Regions from separate parts of the Sus scrofa genome. Here region 2 is linked to region 1. The links are chromatin contacts, called in public promoter capture Hi-C maps. All regions are on one chromosome and are shown on one strand. Each heading gives the region's core, a stretch centred on a gene start, on an enhancer-like site or on the middle of the called end of the contact. The rest is flanking DNA. Distances are from core to core; before and after follow the strand shown.

Evidence for each region. Promoter capture Hi-C pulls out the DNA fragments that hold promoters and counts their contacts.
Region 2: a promoter capture Hi-C map of liver shows a contact between it and region 1, with 2.9 times the contacts expected there. The contact joins the promoter of USP4 here to the promoter of ARIH2OS in region 1. A contact is called at or near these places in 1 of 5 promoter capture datasets (liver), 1 of 47 Hi-C or Micro-C datasets (heart right ventricle) and 1 of 2 datasets of contacts at active chromatin or transcription factors (alveolar macrophages).

What each region holds. Positions count from the first base shown.
Region 1 is chr13:31,568,799-31,572,042 of Sscrofa11.1, forward strand. It overlaps ARIH2OS, which reads right to left and starts at 1,750. Exons shown (of 3, transcript XM_013981653.2): 1 at 1,666-1,750; 2 at 1,332-1,585; 3 at 967-1,330. The coding sequence starts at 1,750. The coding sequence ends at 1,028. It overlaps ARIH2 (E3 ubiquitin-protein ligase ARIH2), which reads left to right and starts at 1,228. Exons shown (of 16, transcript XM_003132197.6): 1 at 1,228-1,447.
Region 2 is chr13:31,902,879-31,906,038 of Sscrofa11.1, forward strand. USP4 (ubiquitin specific peptidase 4) reads right to left here and starts at 1,499. Exons shown (of 22, transcript NM_001243188.1): 1 at 1,241-1,499. The coding sequence starts at 1,341.

The DNA of each region.
Region 1 (3,244 bases), core at 500-2,999:
CTGGAACCTGAAAATCGTGTACAAGAAATATACCAATAGGAGTTCCCCCAGTGGCTCAGTGGTAAGGAACTGGATTAGTACCCATGAGGACACAGGTTCCAACCCTGGTCCTGGCGTCAGTGGGTTAATGATGCAGTGTTGCCATGAGCTGTGGTGTAGGTTGCAAACGCGGCTGGTTCGGATCTGGTGTTGCTGTGGCTGTTGGGTAGGCCACAGCTGCAGTATGATACCATCCCTAGCCTGAGAACTTCCATATGCTTCGAGTGCGGCCCTAAAAATACCACCCCCCCCAAAAAAAAAACCCGAAGCAGCTTTTCCATGCTGTCCAGCAGCAACCTGAGTGAGCCTACATGGTTCTATCTATCCATAATACTTGTTAAAGGTCATAGAAGGTACTGAATGTCATATTGGCACTTTCTATACTTCTTGAAGAAACTGTGCAGCAAGAAAGTTAAGATTCAGCCTTGGGTGAATGGGAGAAGTAGGCTGCGGAAAGGGAAAAGGAAGCTTGGTGTGGTCCTGCAGATCCGCGGCCACCAGGGGACGGCATCTGAATGTAGGCAGAAAATCCCGACCCGGTGCGCTGACCCGAAGACCCAGCTCTCCTTTGATCTTTGATCAGAGAGCGGATGGGAAATAGAAGTCCTTTATCCATTCCACGAACGTCAGGGTGTCTTCTCCGTGCCGGACACGGCTAACAAACGGTGAAGTGAGGAGTCCATCAGAAAAACTCGGGTTTAGGAGTTCCCGTCGTGGCACAGTGGTTAAAGAATCTGACTAGGAACCATGAGATTGCGGGTTCGATCCCTGGCCTTGCTCCGTGGGTTAAGGATCCGGCGTTGCTGTGAGCTCTGGTGTGGGTCGCAGACGTGGCTCGGATCCCATGTTGATGTGGCTCTGGCGTAGGCCGGTGGCTACAGCTCCGATTCGACCCCTAGCCTGGGAACCTCCATATGCCGCGGGAGAGACTCAAGAAAAGGCAAAAAGACCAAAAAAAAAAAAAGAAAGAAAGAAGAAAAACTCAGGTTTAGGGTATCCCGGCGGGCGGCGCTGGTAGGAGAAAGCAGGAAGAGATGCAGTGAGTGACCCCTCTCCAATAAGCCAAACCCTTTCCTCTGCTGCCCCTCGCAGCAGTCGGCGCCGGCAGTGCGCTGGGCACACTCTGGGTCGGAGCGCTAAGCTGCAGAGAAGCAACCGCGCAGAAGCGTTATCACCCAGCGCCAGTCACGACCCGGGCGACCGTGGGGCGACCTCAGGCCGGAAGTGACGCAACTGCTCCGAACACTTCCGGAGCTGCGAAGAAGGCTCCGCCAGAGGAAGCAGCGCGGGCCTTGACCGGCGTTGGCTCGCCGCCTCCGCCGCCGCCGCGCCTGTGTCCGGTTCCTCAGGCCTGGCCCGACCCAGTTTGGTCCGCCCGGGCTCAGCGGCCCCGGGGCCGCGGCTCCCGGTGAGTGCGCATTGCGAGTCGCGGCCTTGTTTACCCGAGCGGGCCGGGGGAGGGGGGGTGGGCTCTCCTCGCGCCTCCCTAGCCAGGCCGGGGCTCCGCCTTCGTCGCTGCCCGCGAGGTCCCGGCGCCCCCCGCAGCCTTTTCACTGTCTCAGCGCCCTCTGCTACCCGCCGAGGGGCGGCTAAAAACCGTAGTCTGAGCGGACTAGCGCCTGGCGCTTCTCCGTTTTTCCTCTTCTAGCCGCTTGCTCTGCTCGCGTAAAGGTCGGAGGCCGGCGCCTCTCACCGACTGGCGCCGGCGCATCTGGGCCCTCTCCGCCGGCCACACCAGGGAGACTCACTGCCTCCGGAGTTTCCCATTCGAGTCATCACTGGGAACTCTCGCAATGCCTCCCGCGCGGCTAGTTAACGCCCGCCAGTGAAGGCTCCCCAGCGCGTGGGCTCCGTGTCCTCGCGGATATCCCGGCCCTTCGGACACGATATGCAGCCCAGGAACTGCGCCGCCGCCTCGGGGGACCCTGCTGTGCTAGCCGCGGGAGAGGCTACTGTGTTCTCGGATGACTTCACCTCAGTACTGATTGTTACCCTGTCCCATAGAACTTTCTCTCACAATGCGTATATTCTGTACCTTTGAGTAACCCTTGACCACTAGCCACCCGTAGCCCTTGAGCATTTGATTTATGGATAGTGCGACTGAACAGCCAAATGTTAAATTTTGTTTAATTTTTAAGTTAAATAACCGTGTGTTGTTAGTGACTACCGTATTACCTTGCGGATTTAATGTAGGGTTTTGAAACTAAGTTGCTGATTCATATTTTTTTACTAGGTTTTCTTCGGAGATGTAGATTTAGTAAATGACTATTTAGCGCTAAATATTATATCTGTAGTTAAACATCGTTAGATCCACCAAAATGTTTTTGTTTTGCTCATGTCAACTTTAAACTGAGAAGTCTTCCGTTTCAATTCTTTAGCACGGAGTGGATGTCAGGTCTTCTGAACACGTGACTTTGGGGGTGGAGTGGGAAGTAGTTTCAGTTATTCCTTTTCTGTTTGGGATGTAGGGATAGTATTTAACATCCAGAGGAAATCAAACCGTTATCATCTGTTCTGTAATAAGGCAATAACGTACTGGTCTCCTTAAGCAGTGTCAGTATTCTTTCAAGTAGAATAAAGTTTATTTAACTTTGAAAAGGTAACAAAAATTAAGATTTTATTTAAGTCTAGACTTAGAACACTCAGTAAGTATGAAATGGTGTTCTTCTTTTTGGAAGGGAGCCTGATGTTTTCCCCTCCTTCTTGAGTATTAAGTTGATGAGAAACCTGTGGGCAACCCTTAAAGCCCAAATCCTGGAGAGAAATCCGGAGAAAGTGAAAACCTTGCTCTTTTATTGTAATTCTGGAGGTGGCTTTGTGAATAGTATTAGGCTCTCCAGGAGAGTGATGGGGAGTTAGGAGTCCTCATAGGCCACGGATCTGGTGAAAGTGTAACACTGGACTCTACTGGTTGGCAGCAGTGTGGACCTGGGCAAGTTATTTAATCTTTTTGAACTCTTTTCCTCATTTATAAGAAGGGGATGATAGCTACTTTGTAGAGTTATAAACATTTAATGAGAATGAATCTGACCTGAAATTGGTGTCATTAAATGAAAGCTATTATTGGTAGTGCTGTTTTGCAGATGGGAGCAATATTTATAATACTGTTTATGCTTATTTGCCCAGTAAGCAGTATCTTATGTAAAAATGCAGATAAAAGTCAAATTTTAGGAATGGAGTTCACATTGTGGCTCAGTGGGTTAGG
Region 2 (3,160 bases), core at 249-2,748, 330 kb after region 1:
CCACAAAGGGAATATGATCTGGTTTTACTTTAAAAGTATCACTATGCTGTTCTACAATTAAGACAAAAGGAGGGGGAAACCTCTGTTGGGGAACAAAGTACAACAATTATATTGGGAAGTCCTTCAAATTTTATAACCAACAAACCTCAGAGGAGATCAGGTAGCTTCTCCTAAAGGCCACAAGGATCCATAAATATATTCAAATATCTAAACGCTCTTTTCTCTCCAAACCTCTTGAACATCCTCCAAACACTTTTACTGATTTTAGTCTATCTGAAACTTCCTCTGCTTCTGTTGAGTATTCTTCATATGCCACTTCTGATCAGGATATATCATCCACAAGTACTTTTTGCCCGCCCTGCCTTTCACAGATTGGCTAGCACAAGACACACCTGAATTCCTCCTAATCCCACTGTTTCTCTTCCCTGCTCAAGTCCTCTGTCACACTAAGTTTCTTGGAAGACAACCATAGTTTCTTAAAGAGGGATGCTCAGTCACATTCAGTGCAAAGCCAAGCCCCAGCTTTCAGCTCCCACACAATACAATAGTGTAAGTACTATTCCTTCTCCTAGAAAATTTATTAAGAAACTTCTGACTGAGACCTGCTCTTCTAAATCTTGGACTTTTAATCTTTTTAGCTAGGCTCTAGGTTACCCCTCTCTCTCACTCCGAAATGCGGCTGCTACAATTATCTTTGACATTTGCTACCAAAATAATGAGACTCTCAGACATTTGTTCAGCTTCCGACCTTGATGTCTGTTCCGCAGTTTACAAGTTACAAAGTATCTACTTCTGATCTACGCCTCAACCAACTGACTGCGGGGGGCGCCAAATGTCGCTACTCTGGTTTTAACAGTAAGGAACCAGGGTCTGTGAGATGTGGACGCCTTTGCCCAAAGTCACAGAGCGAATCCTCAAATCTAAAGGGTCTGCTCAACCTGAGGGTCCCTGTGAGCATTCCCCTTCTTTCCATTCTGCAGCCCTAGACCCCGCCGGATCCGCCCCCTGAGCTCTGAAAGGGCCGGGACAACCTTCTGCTCCACCCACGCTTTCCCAGAGAGGATCTAGGGCTCCCTCTCTTCTGTGGCGGGGGGTCAAGTCAAACTCCGGGGTCACTAACATCGCCCCTGCCCGGCCGGAAAAGAGGGTCCCGGCCCAAACAGGAAAAGAGGGGATGGGCCTGAGCGCCCAAGCCCCGCCCTCTGGCCCTGCGCGGCGGAAACGCGGGTTCGGCGCTCACCACTGCGCCCCTCGTTGCAGCGTGGTCCTCATTAAGGCCCCGAGCTCGGATTTCTGGGTCTCTGCATCCGGTCGTTCACGGCAGCCTCCGCCTTCCGCCATCTCGTCAGCGGCCCCGGTCCAGCCGGCCCGGACATCCGCCTCGCGCACAGCGTGCCGTGGGTCGCGAACACGCACTCACGCACGCACGCACGCACGTGCGCGCACCCAAGGACCTTCTCGCGCCGCGGCTTGTACGCTTGCCCTCTTCTGCCTTTCCCCCACCCTTCCAACGCGCCAACCCTGTCCCACCCGTGCGCGGCGGAGTGGGCGGGGGTTGGGGGAGCGGCCGGAAGAGGAAGTGGGCGCGGGGCGGGGGTGGGTAGGAGCTGCCGCTTCTTCCGCCCTGAAGGCCAAGCCACGGGGCGGCGGTCCTGCACCACTTCTCCTTTCAGCTCGGCGATCTTTAGGAGTCGGTCCGCAGACCCCATGACACCCTGGGCACCTCTTCTGGATTTGCAGGGTTATCCTGGTCTTAATAAAGGCAGCTCGGGTGCAAGGAGGCCTAGAACTAGGTCTTCTTTTCACTCCAGCCTTTCGGCTTTCAGCAGAGACCTTACGTTAGTCCTTAGCTGCCCAAACTTGGAATGGATCTCCATTCCCAGAGGCACTACAGGGATTTTAGAGGGTGTTAGGTGCACCAGCGCCTTGGGACCGAGTCTCGACGGTGTGGCCTAGTCGTTAGCAAGCTGGACGCCAGTATAACCTAGCCCAGGCAGTTACACAGGCCCCTGAGGTAGCTACTTGCTTTGTCGGGGAGTCAAGCAGCCGCAGAGGGGCAATAGCAATGGGGGAAGGAGAGGTAAAAGTCTGTTCTCCACATCAGATGCCGGGTTGCTGCTCTGTTTGTTGTTGCAACAAGATAGTGTTTGAACACCATATGTTTCCCACTCAACCCTGCAAACAAAAATCACAGCCCTCTTCCTGGAGGAGGAAGTAAACCCAGAGCAAGGTGGAGGCCAGACAGCTAGCCTATGTGAATCTAGCAGAGAAAATAAGATATACAAGGCCCAGTACCTGCCCTTATTTGATCTATAGGAGGAGAATAACTCTTCCACAAATGACCCCAGAGCCAAGCAGTGTGGGGTAAATGCCACTAACAGGTAGAACCAAAGATTAGACCCTGAACTGTGAAAGGGCGCCTTTGACTTGAGTAGCATTTGAGCGTGATCTTGAAAGCATAGAAATGATAGTGCATGTTAAAGGAGGAATAACTAGAAGGGTCAAAGAAAATTTCTGGAACTAGCAGGGTGGACGGAATCAAAGAATGAGGATTAGTCCAATTGAGCTGGGCACAGATTACTGAAAGGGCTTGGGATCTGAAGCTCAAAGGGAGGCCAGAGGGGCCACATGTCTTGCCTTAAACAGCCCACAGATATTGTGGGAAGTTTCAGAGCATAGAGAAATGGTTGAGGGTGCTTTATACCCACAGTGCTACTAGGAACCTTGGGAAAGATGGCTGTGAGGGAGGAGAGGAGAAACAGATGAACTGTGTTCATTTTTAGGGGTAGAAGAGATAGAGGTGGCCTGGTGAAGGTGTGGTAAGTCATTTGAACAGATTTACTATTTTTATGTTCGGCTTTTGGCTAATTGAAGTTACTTTGCACTCCTGGGACATCCACTATGCACCGTTTAGTCGAAGAGATCTCTTCACAGTGGGTAGGTAGCAGGGAAAAGTAAATTTGGAGTTAAAACTGCCTTGAGGGAGTTCCCATTGTGGCACAGCAGAAAGGAATCCCTCTAGTAACCATGAGAATGGGGGTTCCATCCCTGGCCTCCCTCAGTGGGTCAGGAATCAGGTATTGCTGTGACCGGTAGTGTAGATCGCAGCTGCAGCTGGGATCTGGCATTGCTGTGGCTGGGCATAGGCCAGCAGATAAAG